3 separate regions of the Zea mays genome follow, and all the other regions are linked to region 3. A link is a contact called in public ChIA-PET and Hi-C data. All regions are on one chromosome and are shown on one strand. The core of a region is the stretch at or near the end of the contact, and the rest is flanking DNA. Distances in the headings are between cores, read along the strand shown. Region 1 holds the start of LOC100216561. Region 2 holds the start of LOC100282223. Region 3 holds the start of LOC100502234 (RNA-binding KH domain-containing protein).

Evidence for each region. A called contact is a pair of places that touch in the nucleus more often than the background predicts. ChIA-PET counts read pairs in DNA pulled down with a chosen protein or histone mark.
Region 1: a contact with region 3 is called in a Hi-C map of ear, with 1.9 times the contacts expected there. The contact joins the promoter of LOC100216561 here to the promoter of LOC100502234 in region 3. A contact is called at or near these places in 2 of 25 Hi-C or Micro-C datasets (ear and leaf).
Region 2: a contact with region 3 is called in an RNA polymerase II ChIA-PET map of seedling, with 7 times the contacts expected there. The contact joins the promoter of LOC100282223 here to the promoter of LOC100502234 in region 3. A contact is called at or near these places in 10 of 25 Hi-C or Micro-C datasets (bundle sheath, ear, endosperm and 4 more) and 1 of 3 datasets of contacts at active chromatin or transcription factors (seedling).

Annotation. Positions count from the first base shown.
Region 1 is chr1:65,576,321-65,581,394 of Zm-B73-REFERENCE-NAM-5.0, reverse strand. LOC100216561 reads right to left here and starts at 3,417. Exons shown (of 17, transcript NM_001321565.1): 1 at 3,236-3,417; 2 at 1,766-2,075; 3 at 1,599-1,662; 4 at 1,478-1,511; 5 at 874-1,007; 6 at 627-700; 7 at 409-487; 8 at 224-313. The coding sequence starts at 1,821.
Region 2 is chr1:65,250,309-65,254,920 of Zm-B73-REFERENCE-NAM-5.0, reverse strand. It overlaps LOC100282223, which reads left to right and starts at 2,706. Exons shown (of 4, transcript NM_001371844.1): 1 at 2,706-3,122; 2 at 3,431-3,532; 3 at 3,844-4,131; 4 at 4,243-4,593. The coding sequence starts at 2,790. The coding sequence ends at 4,308. It also overlaps the pseudogene LOC103644680.
Region 3 is chr1:65,383,265-65,388,138 of Zm-B73-REFERENCE-NAM-5.0, reverse strand. LOC100502234 (RNA-binding KH domain-containing protein) reads left to right here and starts at 2,303. Exons shown (of 8, transcript NM_001196711.1): 1 at 2,303-2,434; 2 at 3,284-3,853; 3 at 4,078-4,506; 4 at 4,597-4,854. The coding sequence starts at 3,287.

The sequences.
Region 1 (5,074 bases), core at 2,168-4,667, 190 kb before region 3:
GTAAGTCCATAGACTATGTACACAACTACAAGAGCAGAATTGTTTTGCCTGCAGTCTAGGGTCTGAAACTGCAATGTTCGCAATGTTCGATGGCAGTGAGGCCAGGCAAATGGCCTGTGTCACCAGGCATTCAATCCGTCACTGTATCGTTAGCAATTTAAACATCCTTATAACTGTATAAACAGTCAGATGAAAGGAAAAGGAGGCTGAATATATGACTTACGATGCCACTACCATATGTTTCAGCCTTGGCATAGCGTCTTGGAAATATTTTGAAGTCCACAGCTAAAATGCACAAACATGTCACCAGAACCTACAGATTAAGTTATTAGTTTTGATACTTCAGTGGTGCTGCTACATCTCCAGTACTAAAGGACACATGTTTTCCAATAAATAATATTTACACACCACTGAGACACGGTAAGAAGATATGTCTGCCCTCATCGAAGGCAACTGGCTGAACCCATCTTTAAGATAAAGCTGAGGCCTGGGAGGACAGGATTACATCAATTTCACAATACCACAGGCTTTCCAGTTAGAAAGAAATAAATACAAAATAAACTTTAGAATGGCAGAAAATGGCTTTCCAGTTTCCACAATTCATGTAATAACTCATACAAAAATACCTTTTAAACATGACGTAGATGTATATCAGGATTGCAAGAGAAATAGCACAACCAAAAGCCCATTCAGATAAGACCTACAAAATCAAGAAATAACCCAAGGACCGTCATTCTCCTTTTCTTCCGACTAAAAAGTGTTTCATTTATGCCCTGTACTGCAAAGTTTGTTTCTCGGTAGGCTCTTTGATCCTTTTTAATTAAAAAACACTAGCGACTAAGCACAATCAAAATATAGAGAAGGGTTACTCACTGTGAAAACCACAATAATTGGCAATACAACAGTGAGATAGTCTACAGCTAGTGTAGAGAAGTATTGCATCCAATCTTTACCAACAGGGTGAACTTGATCATCGTTTTTCTTTGCTGAATCCTTCCTAGAATTATCTAAAACATGATGAAACAAGAGACGTATTGTGCTTTGTCAGATCAAATCTATACATGGAAAATAAAATAAGAGAGTGTTTTTTTGTTAATGTGATAATTTAAAAGGTCATACTTATAAAATACAGAGTATACTTGAAATGGATGGCCTAACCTATGGCATCAACCATCAGATTTATCAACAAGCTATAAATGGAGGGTGACACGTACAATTACTAATAGAAAGTTAAAAGGTATACATTTTCTACGCTGACACAGTGACACACTGTAGAATAACTTGGACTATATTGTTGAATTCACGATTTACATAAAACAGATCCACAGTTAAATATGCAAAAGTTGCAGCCTACTAGTAATCTGATTTTCCAATCATATTAGTTGATCTCACTTGCAGATTTCTCGTGGGAATTGATTCATTGACACCTTAGGCTACAATATAAGAGCACAATTCGCAGTATTTCATATGAACTGACCTCTGCTGCTCCACTTTCTGAGAACTACCAATGCCTATGCACCAAAAGAGAAATGAAGTCAAAGCCCTAACTCAATGTGCTTCGCATACAGAAAAATTAGCAGGAGATTTGAATGGGTTACCGGCACGACGGTGGAGAGCGCCGCGATCTCCAGCAGGGAAGACCCCGTCAAGTTGCTGACGAATCTGCATCACCAAGGCAGGAAAAGGTTAATTAGAGTCGTAAGGGCAAGAAGGGGAGCGACTGAAACCACAGCCTCGATTCATGGGCTAGGGACCCTGGACTTACTGTTCCTTCAAAAGCTTATTCGGGTTCAGGGACTTATCGAAGAGGCGGTCCTCCATCGAGACTCAGAGGTGCGGGAGTTGAGGCGTGAGGGACGAGGAGAACTGCAGGTAAGGCGTCACATATGACCGCAGGAACGGCAGCCGGAGGACGACGGCGAGGTGAGTGCTTCGCTGGCAGCGGCGAACCGGCAACCTGCGACGACGCCTTGCCAGCCCAGTTTGGTAAGGCTCCCGCTCCCGCTTTCAACAACTTTCACTCCGGCCGCTCTCTAGTCAGAGTCAGTGGCTTCTCCGTCTGCTCCCTCCCACATCTGGGAGAAATTTTCCATTATAAAACACAGCAGAGGTGGATTCGACGAACGGGAGGGCTTCGACAATTTGGAAAAATAAAGAAAGGCCAAACTCTGGAATGGAAAAGATTTCTCTATTACCCGCTACCGACACAGATTAATTTCCTGATGCTCACGCCGTCAGCTACCTCTCCTCCGTCTGAGATGTAGATGAACAGAGGTCGCCACGGTTGGTGCCCTCGCCGCGTTCTACGCCCTTGCTGCTCGTCCTTTGCCTGGTCAACAGAGGCGGTGGAGAGGGCGAGGCCCTGGGGACGGTGACGGTGTTCCTGGCGCTGCAATGCGCGGTGCACCTGGCCGCCGTGGCCGTTGTCGCGCACGAGAAGCCGTTCCGCTCAGCGGCGCTGGCCCTGCGCCACGACGTTGGAGCTGTCGGACGTGCCGACGCTGGCACCGTCCCACCCGGAGTGTATGCACGAGCACAAGCTCTTCACCCTGCACTGCCCGTCGTCGTGGGCGTCCAAGGACAATAACCCGCACACGCTGTTCCGCGCCTTCTGGGCGCAGTTCCTACTGAACGCGTTGCTGGCGCTGCTCCGACTGGCCGTCATGTACGTTGGCCCGACGCTGATCCAGAGCTTCGTGGACTTCACGTCGGCGGGCGAGCAGCGACTGTTCGAGGAGGGCGCGCGGCTGGTGGTGACGCTGCTGGCGGCCAAGTGCGCGGAGACGCTGTGCAACCACTAGTACAACTTCCACAGCCATCAACTGGGGACGAAGATCCGGAGTGCCCTCATCGTGGCGTTGTATTCATGTGATGAATTAGTGTGTGGCTGTTTAACTGAAACCATGTTGTTTATCAGAAACCATGTTGTTTATCTGAACACGGTTTATCAGAATGTTGTATTGATTATTTGAATACAAGTTCAGAATGCTATGTTGTTTATCTGTATGCTTCACCCTTGTTAACGGAAACATGTTCTCTTATCAAGTTCAAATAGCATACATGGTCCAACGAGACAGAGAAATACAATTTTAGTACTTAACAAGTAGCAGGGCGTGGGAAGGAGGAGCGGGCCGCTGGCCGTGGTATCGGCAGTGTGCGCACAGGGAATGGTGTGGGCGCTGGGAGACGGAGGACGAGCGACAGTGGTCTGAGGTGGAGATCGGTGACTGCTCACCAATGTGGCAGCAGCAGCCATCGCCGTCGCCCTCGTGCGCAGTGGCCGAAGAAGGAGGGGGCGACGAGCCGACGAAGATCCCTTCGACGACCACATCGCGATCCCTGCGCTACCTCCAGAAGCTGCTCGATGGCGCCGGGTCCTTGGACGGTGAAAAGCGAAGGCGGAGAACGAACGGCATTGGCAGCTGGCCGAGACACAGGGCAGTGGCGACGGTGGCTGCTGCGCAGACGATGGGCACGACCGGACGAAGACATGAGCAGGCACGACCGGACGAAGACATGAGCAGGCAGCGACGGCGGTCGGTCGGAGCGCGACACGAGAAGGCAGCGATGGGACAGACGCCGTGGAGGCCTTGTTCGTTTATGTCGGATTGTATCTGGAATCGAATCAAAGTTTATATAAATTAGAGAAGCAATTCGATTAGAAATCGTTTCGACCCACCAATCCAGCATAAACGAACAAATCCTAATTCTCACGGTGGGAGATTAATCTATGTCGGCAGCGGGTAATAGGGAAATCTTGTCCATTTCAAAGTTTGGTCTTTCTCTACTTTTCTAAACTATCGAATCCTCCACCTATGTCTCTATTTGGTCGAATCAACATCTGCTATATTTTATAATGGCAAATTTCTCCACATCTGGAGGAGCTTGCTCCCTCGTCATCCGTAAGGGCTGGGCGTTCGGTTTTTCTAGAAATTTCGTAGGTTGTTCAGGTTTTTAAAATTTCGTATATCCAAGCTAAACCTACTCGAAATTTCAGGTACGGGTACTAAGAACCCGATATATTAGAGATTTTTATTATTATGAAACACGTCATATTCGGCTTCGTCAAAACATATACGTTAGGAAGAGATTCGACGATTTAGAAATCCACACGACACGTAGCCACCGGTATGGACTCAAAATCTCTCTTAGACGTTGAGGAGAGCCATTAAGCCTCCTCCGTCAGAACCAGTCTGCGCGGGCACAACTTTCGTTCGCATCGCCGTCAGTGCTGGTGTAGCTGCCGCCCGTGAGTACCTCCGGTGAGCTCTCTCCTTCCTCTTCTTCCTCCCCATTCTCCGTTCTCCATTCCTTGACCGTAATATAGATCCCCATTCCCCAATGCGAGATTTCCTCCACTACAATCTAGATCCTCATTCCACATTCCCCATTCTACATTCCTCGTTTCTTGCAGTGGAGCACGACCAGTTGAAATACTGCGCTGAAGTCATCTCCTCTATGGATGCATCAGCCTCGGACACCAACGCCGAGGTCGACGAGGCGTCCCCCTAGGTGTGTCTCTTTGTGTTGGTTGTGATAGGCACTATAAGATTTGTTCTTGCTTGTACCATGGAATTCATGTTTGTACCTAGCAAGTTCATGATTTGTCCTAGCAAGTTTAACCATATATGTACATTCATGCATGTACCAGTGCCAGGCATAGGCTTGTCTTCCATATCCTTAGTTACATTGGGACAGATGGATGGCAACAAGGTAAGATGTGGTTGCTCTTTGTTTTGTAGTAAAGTTATCTTGGCTTTTGGCTATTTCATTGAGTTGAGCTCTGTTGTATAGGACTATGAGAATGTATAAGAAAAATCTTTGTTTTATTGGGATTCTATGGTTCTCAATGTTTTTTGGGAGGAGGAAGGGAGACGTGATGTTCCTAGTGAGATGCAGATGTATTCTCAACTTGGACTTATTGAGAGGACGAGGCTGAGGAAAATAGAAGAGATGAAGCCTTACGAGGTGCTACAAGTAATTTGGATCAAATCGGACCATATTGATTTGGGAGACCACAATATAGACCAACCATGTGAAGACTATCTGTCGGACGAGAAGAGAGTTAAGTATG
Region 2 (4,612 bases), core at 1,457-3,956, 130 kb after region 3:
GGACCTGTCCAACAACCGCCTGACGGGCGAGATCCCCAGGGCGCTAGAGAGCCTCCACTTCCTCTCCTACTTCAACGTCTCCAACAACGACTTGGACGGGCATGTTCGGGCAGGAGGTCAGTTCTGCACGTTCCCGAGCTCTAGCTTCGCGGGGAACCCGGGGATAGAGGCGGCTGCGGGAGCGGATCCGGCGCTAGGCGCGACTCGCGAGCGAGGATGGCATCGCAATCGGGCGGTGGGGATGGACGCAATCGGACGGTCAGGATAGAGGCGGGGGCATGGTTGTGCCTGGTCTACACTATCGTCTTAAGGATTAGTAGAGAATACAATGAACAAATAATAGACGACTATATCACATCACAACAAACTAATCCCTAATTGATTATGTTTTCTTTCTTTGGTAGACACATGTATATTATAATATATTACTTCTATATGTCTAGATAAGATGTTTCAGTTGATCAAAATACTACTTCATTTTTATACTCTATGTGGCGATGTTCTCACTTTTTATGTCTGTTTCCGATCATGTTCCATTTGTTTTGGTTCGTTTTCGTCATCCTATTAGTCCCGTCGTCGATTGCGTTTCCAATGGTCCTTTTTCCAAAATAAAATATGAAAATAAAAATAGTAGAATGGTTATCATGACTAATCATATTCATTTTCATCCTTACTACTACTCACATATTCATCTCCTTCCCTTCCTCACACCAAAGATTGTGCTACCCCAAAGATTGGTAGCCACCCCTTCATGCTCACCACAGCCAGCTCCACCCAAGTCGCAGCCAGCTATAGCCTCCTATATATGACCAGGCTCCAGCCAGTAGTAGCCTCCTCTAGCCATGCTTATGCTGGCCGTCGCCAAGTTGGCCATATATAGCCTCTCTCGGTCGACCATTGTTGGCCATAACCATAAACTTTCTAGGGCTAGCCCTAGCCCCGAGCAGCCACGCGACTCGCTCGCGCTCTTCTCCTACGCGCTCGACAAGTTCTCGCTCACCGCGGCACTCCAAAGCCCTGCTTCTGGAGTGATGATGCACGGTCGCCTCCTCCGAGTTGGTCTGCCGGGCCCTGCTCCCCGTGGGCAATGCACACATCGCCATGTACCTAAGGGTGGTAATAGATTACGATCTAAATGCTATTTCACAAAATAGTAGAGCATTAAATAAATTTTAGTTTAAAAATAAATAGAAATAGAGTCTGATTCTAATCCAATCCAATTCTTAAATCTTATAGCGTAAATAAAATTTAGAGCCTATTGTTATCCATATATGTACCTCCTTTCACAAGATTGTCGTGCAGAGTGGATGGAATGCAATGGCCGAGAGGTTAGTAACTCCCTGGTTTCCCTGTGTACTAAATCATCAGTTTGCTTGATGATGTCGTGCGGATCCTTGAGTCCATGCATGGAGGTGCGGAATTCACTGAATGATGCTAGTACATAGTCAAATGAAGCTCTTGGTTACGTAGAACAAGCTAAGCCACTTCTCTCTTCAGAAGAGACTAGTATCATCTCCTGGACTGCAATGGTACGTAGGGGCCGGACTTGCAAGGGATGGCCGCTGTGCAATGAAAGTCGGTAATCAGACCACTGTCAACTTTTGTACGAAGGAGATGAATCTCTTGGCGGCATCATGATTGATGGAGCGAGATCAAGCTCTTAGGTTTAGTTTGGGAGCCATAAAATCGGAGAAGATTAGAGGGATTAGATTCTCCTTCTTATTCAGTTTTGAATAAGAAGAGAATTTAACCACTTCAATTTCTTCCGGTTTTCTGGCTCTCAAACTAATCCTCGAGGTTATTTAACACACCATGTTTTCTTTTATGCACTTGGCGCATTACTAGAACAATTCTAGCGACCTTATTTCTTGCTTGTTTTGACCATACATACATGTAATTGCTTACTTATCGATTGATGTGGGGCACACATGTAGAAACAATAACATATGTAAGTAAATGTTTAATGCTATCAAAATTTCTAAACTGATTTGTGTCGGTTGATATATGTATTATTCAAAATAGGCCACTGTGACAGTTTACAGTGATAATCTACTTTTACTTATGATAGGCATTTGTGAGATTATTTGTGCCATCCAGAAGGTTCTAATCGTATATCCTTTTTATTCATATTGTAACTAAATAATAATTGGTAGCTAGGCAAATTGATTTGGTCCATGTCAGGATGATTTGCTACAACAACATGTTAGGACGGTCCTAACTATTTGGTAATTGTTCAGGGACCGTTACTATTGTTCTTGGGCAAAGCGAAAATTTGCTACAAATTACTCGCCGCAAAGATCTGTGTCAAAATAGTATCCGTTTTAGGGCGTTGTCTAGGGTTCATTGTCACCAATTTGAATATGGAAACAAAAACAATGACCTAAAACGAATATTATATTGGGACGGAGGAAGTATTTTGTTATGTGTGCAAGATTGAATTTACCATGATCTTGATTTTGGCTTGGCTATCAAACATCTCGTGGCTTTTTTTTTGTTCCTGTTCCTGTTGCAGTACATGGGCTTAATCATACCGTAGTATTGCATCCATGCCAAAAAAAAAATGTTAAACAAATATTATAGATTGGTCCACAGCCCACCTAAAAAGGTTGCTGCTGTATCTGACGGTTTTGCGGCCCAATACATCGGGCCAGAAACGAACCCGCATCACTGACTACAAACCCACCCGGTGTCCCTTGCTCCCTCTTCTGTCCAGTCCTCTGTCCTCACCTTATCCCCAAAACCCTATCAGCCCAAAACCGAACCCACACCTCTGCGGCTCTGCCCTTCCCATGGCGGCCACGCTATTCTCCACCTCCCTCTTGCCCCAGTTCCTCTCCCTCTCCGCTAAGCCCGCCGCCGCCGCCCCGTCCGCCGCCGCCTTCCCATCGGGGCTGCCGCAGCTCCACGCGCTGTCCGCCGCGGCGGTGGGCTTTAGGCCGCTCGAGCCCGTGCGAGCGGCCGCGACCGCGGCCGTGACGGAGGAGCTCGAGGCGGAGGGGCGTTCGGGCGGGGACGAGTTTTCAGATGATCTCAGGGTCTTCGTCGGTAACCTTCCGTTCAGCGTCGACAGCGCCCAGCTCGCGGGACTTTTCGAGCAGGCCGGCTCCGTCGAGATGGTCGAGGTGGGTGTCGTATATGCATTCGATAATCAGTAGGCCCTAGTGATCACATTTCGTTTTTTCTTCTATTATACTTCGCCTATAAATTTGGCGATCCTAGTGTTCATGCTGCTGGGAAATTAACTGATATTGAGTGCTATCAAAGTTGAGAGACAGAATATGCCTACTGTTAGCTGCGGTATAGGCAATAAGAATACTAACTACAGTCAACAACGCAATTAGTTGGGTCATAACTTCTTTCAGTAGGCCACCCCCATCAATAAGATATATCAATTTTTTTTGCCAATTGATAGCATTGCATTTTGTTGCAGGTTATCTATGACAAATTGACGGGAAGAAGCCGTGGATTCGGGTTTGTGACCATGTCTTCGGTCGAAGAGGTTGAGGTGGCTGTTGACCAATTTAATGGCTATGTGAGTTCACTCCGGTTCTTCCAGAGCTATGCACCTTCTTTTGCTGTCACAATGGATCATTCTCCTAATGTGCGACATTGTTTATTTACCTGGAATTGTGACCTTTGCAATACTCTAGGAATTCCGTGATGTTCATTCATGTCTCCGCACCAGATCCTGCATTGCATAAATCAAGTTCTAAGTTAATGGTTACTCTTAAGGATTCAGATAGAGCATTTGTATTCTGTTTCCTTGATTGAGTATATTCTGTTACAGAATGTCTAGAAGTTGTTCATTTTCTTATGTATCGGACATGATCTCTCGAAATATAGGTGCTTGATGGAAGAAGTTTGAGGGTGAACTCTGGGCCGCCACCACCCAGAGATCGGTCATCACCGTCACCGCAAAGACCCAGGGGTGATGCCAACAGGGTCTACGTGGGTAACCTTTCCTGGGGAGTTGACAATTCAGCTCTCGCAAACCTGTTCAGTGAGCAAGGTGAGGTACTGGAAGCAAGGATCATCTATGACAGGGAGAGTGGAAGGTCAAGGGGGTTTGGTTTTGTCACGTACGGTTCCGCCGAAGAGGTTGAGAATGCAATATCTAATCTCGATGGCGCTGTGAGTTCTGAATCACTCTTTTTTCCCCTAGCTGCTCACGCCACAGCCTTCGAAAGTTGAAGTCTAGTCGTCTTTCAGGATGTACTGAATTGGTTTATCATTACCCTGCAGGACTTGGACGGCAGACAGATCCGTGTTACGGTAGCAGAGTCGAAGCCACCTAGGCAGCAATACTGAAATTCCTCTTGAGATTTTTGTAGGTGTACCGGTAGCCCAAACTCTGGATTATAGTGACGCCAGTCCTGGATTTGGTCTCGAGATTCATTGAAGTTAAAAAGCCCTCATGTATATGGCTCACTATTTATATACATGTAATATTGGATTCCCGTGTTCAGTGTCCTTTTGTATCAATTTGGCTGCATAGTGTCTTGTGGCACTTCAAAGGACATAGATTGTTGACGGGCAACCAAACCTCAAGAAAGTATCTTGTATTGTTTCTTGTCTCGTGTGGTTTGTTCACTATATTTACTTTTGCAATTAC
Region 3 (4,874 bases), core at 1,054-3,553:
GAAAGACAGTATTTGTAGCGCATGTCAAGCAGGAAAATAAGTTAGTTAGAGTGACTATCCATGTTGGCTAGGCATGGTTTGGGCTATCCATGCCAAGTTGGTGATCTGTGTTACCGTAGCCGCTAATACACCTCTAGTTGATTTGTGCATGCTATTGTTGACATTGCTCCTGCACATAGTAAAACAAAGTATCAAACAACCTTGTTTGCGTCTGCTAGAGATGCATTAGAGTAACATGTCACTTACCTTGTAAACCATTTGGAAAGGAATGGCGACACACCAAGAAGATGAGATACACACACTACTTCGGAACATATGCCTTTTGATTATTCATAAGGAAAAATGTACAATTTTATAGTTTGGAGACTTAGACAACACATACCCTTAGTCGGACTAACCATATATTCATTCCTTTTCTAAGATACATGGCCCATCGGTCTAATTTACGCACTAAGGAAACAACTTATAATAGGTGGTCCATTGGGCTCAACCGTCTCCTTTCGTTGCCCTAATCTGGTTATAATTTGACGGCAACATCAGAACAATCTAGAAGTGTAATGAATGGTTCATAGAGACACTGACTCACCAAAAATGATCAAGTATGTGAACATATCCTGGTGACTTGTTCGAAAGTATACAAAATGGTCACCTAGATCCCTTCCCACCTAAGCCTATAAAGTACAATTATATACATATAATTTTCTAAATTAAGATTAAAATACATATTTTGACCGTGGAAATGGCTATATCATGATGGGATATCGTTTTAGTTTCTCTCTCTCAATATAACATGTATAAAAGGTTACCTAATAAATCATCATATATTGGATGCCCTCACATGAGTACAACTCTATTTGGAACCGTGCCTAATCGTGGTCGTGTGGCCCTGATACGAAGAATTGGTGGCGTAGTTCGTTTCTTGATTTTTCTCCTCATAAGCGGTCGCAAGGTGACCACTAGATATCGAAGAATTCTTTGATATCCATCGCCAACACTAAGAGATAATGTTGACTCCAAAAGGGTACACTAGAGGGCCATTTACCATATATTAGAGAAGATTTTCTTATATATACGCTCTAAAAGCACCTCCAAGAGTCTTTCTAAATTTCATTCTCTAAATTATTATTTCGAGAGTCATTTGCATAAAACTCACCTTCTATATCTTTTCAGTTTCCAACAACTTTTCTATATCTTGTTTGCCTCTAGAGACCCACTGTGTTTCCTATCTTTGGCTAGTGAGAAAATGAAATAAAATATGTCTATATTTGGATAATTATTTAAATAATTTGCTAGAGGTTATTTTTAAATCTATATTTATGTTGATTAGGAAAAATATAGAGAATCTCCTAAGTTGCTCTAACGGTATTATCTGAAACATTTTCTAAATATAGAAAACATTTCTTCGTATCTCTATATAGAGTCTCTCTTCTCCATGGACGAAGTCAGTCTCGAGGTTTGCCGATGTCACCATCATTTTAGATGGATGCCATCAACATTTATATAATATTTAAACATTACTTTACATTATGTTTTCTAAAATCCATCAATGTCAGCTGACACCAACAGTAAGTTGTACCTCCGCCCCTGCTATTATCTCCTTTATCTACTTTTGTACTTTTGATAATGGATTAAGTAAAACTTAAATATGTATAAGATGCTTGAAGGTATGACATACATAGTAAAAAAATCGAAGCAAAATACGTCTTTAATATAAGTGTTTAACATATAGATGCTGAAATATAGAGGACGTTGTTAGAGCGAAATAAGATATATATAAAATAAGAATAAGATGAAATCTTTTATGCCTTGTTTGGTTCAATGAATTGAGATAAATTAAAATTGATTTAATAATAAAATTAGAAGCACTTTCATATTGGTTTCAATTCAGTTGGAGAGATCTATAAGCGGATCCAATCATACATATAATCCATAGATAAGATGGAATGAAACACTAATATGTAGGAGTGATAATAGATCATGATTCAAATGTTTCTTCATAAGTTTTTAGGGTCATAATTAATTTTTTATTAAAAATGAATAGAAATAGAGTCTGATACTAATTTGATTTGATATTTAAATTTTATAGCGTAAAAATTTAGAGTTTTTTGTTACGTACGATACCAGGTTGGTGCAAACGAAAGGATTCTTTGGTGGTGGGCCGGTAGCAAAAGAAGGAAAGAAAGAAAGCGAAGGGAAACATGGTCCAGAAGGAACCACACGCGGCCCATGAGAAAAAAACACGAGCTCGTGAATCGTGGCGACAAAAGGTTGCCACCCTCCGTGGCTGGCTAACCCTCTTCGTCGATCGGTGTCCCTAGCCTCCCCCTGCCCGGCTGTCCTCCTCGATTTCGCAAGCTCCTGGTTACGGCGGCATCTATCGTTCCGCCGCAAGGGCCGCATCGTCTCTCTCGCGACGCTGCCCCAGACCGCCGAGGTCAGTGCCCCTCCGCCGGCTCTTCCTGCCACACGCCCCGTCGAATCCCGCGACGGCGGGCCTTAGTTCGGCGTCTGCACCCCGTAGATCCGGGCGGTAGAGCCCTTGTTTCGTGCCAATCCGTCTTCTTGGTGGTTCGATCTCTTCGGTGGGCGCGTAGACGTGGTAAAGATAAGTATGTGAGCCAATTATTTCGGAATTTCTTGCCTGACGGTTGCGCTTTGAAAGCTCCCCCGCCCGCTAATAGGAAGGACTAAAGGTAGAGTTTGATAATTAGCAGACGCATGTGCCAGACCGTGTAGTGTTTGCTTCTTTGCTAACCTTTGGTTGGGTTTTGGATTAACCTAATTAATTAAGTTGGAAATTGAAAATGTGCCACTTTCTCATAGGAACGTCTGTTTCCTGGTTTATGCATTACTCAGCATATTGATTTTTCCCACCACGGTAAAACCGAATTTCTTTACTTGACAATGACGAAATTACAAGTGTTTGTAACTTACTAATCATACTGAAAACATGATATGTTGACTTTTTTAACTGTAGTGTTAAAAAAACTGTTAACCTAGGTACTATGCATTTGTACCAAGAAATTAATGCATGCCTAAGTTAGTACATCATCCTTTTTTGGTTTGATGGTATTGGAGTTTGCAGTTCAGAGATTTCAATACCCAATTTTTTTTTCTATATAACACAATTACACAAAAGGGTTGCCCTATCGAGAGAAAAAATGTCGTAGTTATATCACACCACATGTTCTGCTATTAAGGACATTGTGGACTGCTATTTAAGTTTGTGTTCATTTGGTGCACTGTTCTATGTGTTTTTTTACTGTTTTACCTCTGCTTCCAGATAATGGCTGGCCACCGAAACAGTCATGGAAAGCGCCAGTCTGATTTTACTGAAAATGGAGGCAGTAAGAGAAGAAATCCTGGCGATGATACATATGCACCTGGTCCTGATGACACTGTGTATCGCTACCTCTGTGCCTCTAGAAAAATTGGGAGTATCATTGGCAGGGGTGGAGAAATTGCAAAGCAGTTGAGGACTGAGACCCAAGCTAAGATCAGGATTGGCGAGAGTGTCCCTGGATGTGATGAGCGAGTTGTTACCATATTTAGCACAAGCAGGAAAACTAATACCATCGATGGTGCTGAAGATGAGGTTTGCCCTGCTCAGGATGCCCTCTTTAGAGTTCATGAGAGGCTTGCCAGTGATGAGGGTCTTGGGAACGAAGACAGCGAAGAAATTTCACCTCAAGTTACTGTTCGCTTGCTTGTGCCATCAGACCAGATTGGATGCATTATTGGAAAAGGTGGGCAGATCATCCAAGGAATCCGCAGTGAGACTGGTGCACAAATACGTGTCCTTAGTAATGATCATATCCCCGCATGTGCCATTAGTGGAGACGAACTTCTCCAGGTTTGCAATTCACATCAATTCCTTAATTACCTAAACAAACTGTACTGCATATGAATGTATTTATCTATCCTTACTCTTTAATATAATCCTGGCAGTGTCTCCTTTCTTAAATGTATACACCATTTATTTTTTACTGAAACTTGAAAAGATGTCTGGAATTGTATGGTTTGCTGTCTGTGCTAATCATCTTTACTGATAAGACTTACAAATATTTTTGACACTAGATATCTGGGGACACGGTAGTTGTCAGAAAGGCTCTTCATCAAGTGTCATCTCGCCTCCATAACAACCCATCCAAGTCACAGCATCTTCTTGCATCCAGCTTGACCCAACCTTATCCAGGGAGCACCCACCTTGGTGGTTCCTCTACTGCACCTGTTGTAGGGATCACTCCAGTAATTCCTCCTTATGGTGGCTACAAAGGTGATGTAGCAGGAGATTGGCCCTCTTTATACCAACCACGAAGGGATGAGAGCTCTGCAAAGGAGTTTAGCTTGCGTTTACTTTGTGCTGCTGCAAATGTGGGGGGTGTAATTGGGAAGGGTGGTGGAATTATCAAACAGATTAGGCAGGAGTCTGGGGCTTTAATCAAAGTGGCTAGCTCCAATTCAGACCCTGATGATGACTGCATAATTACAGTTTCTGCGAAAGAGGTGATTTCTCTTTTTGATCTGCTTATATTATGCTTTCTTGCCTTTTCTTGGTTGCTTTTCTTGACCAACCATGTATTTTGTTCCATGCAGTTCTTTGAAGATCCTGTATCTCCAACAATTGATGCTGCAGTTCGTTTGCAGCCTAGATGCAGCGAGAAAAGTGATTTAGAATCAGCTGAGCAGTCATACACAACACGCTTGCTGGTGTCAACATCACGTATTGGGTGCCTAATTGGCAAAGGTGGTTCAATCATTACTGAGATACGGAGAACATCCAGAGCAAATGTACGTATTCTTTCAAAAGAAAATGTTCCAAAGGTAGCAGCAGAAGATGATGAGATGGTTCAGGTAGCAATTTGGGCTTTCTG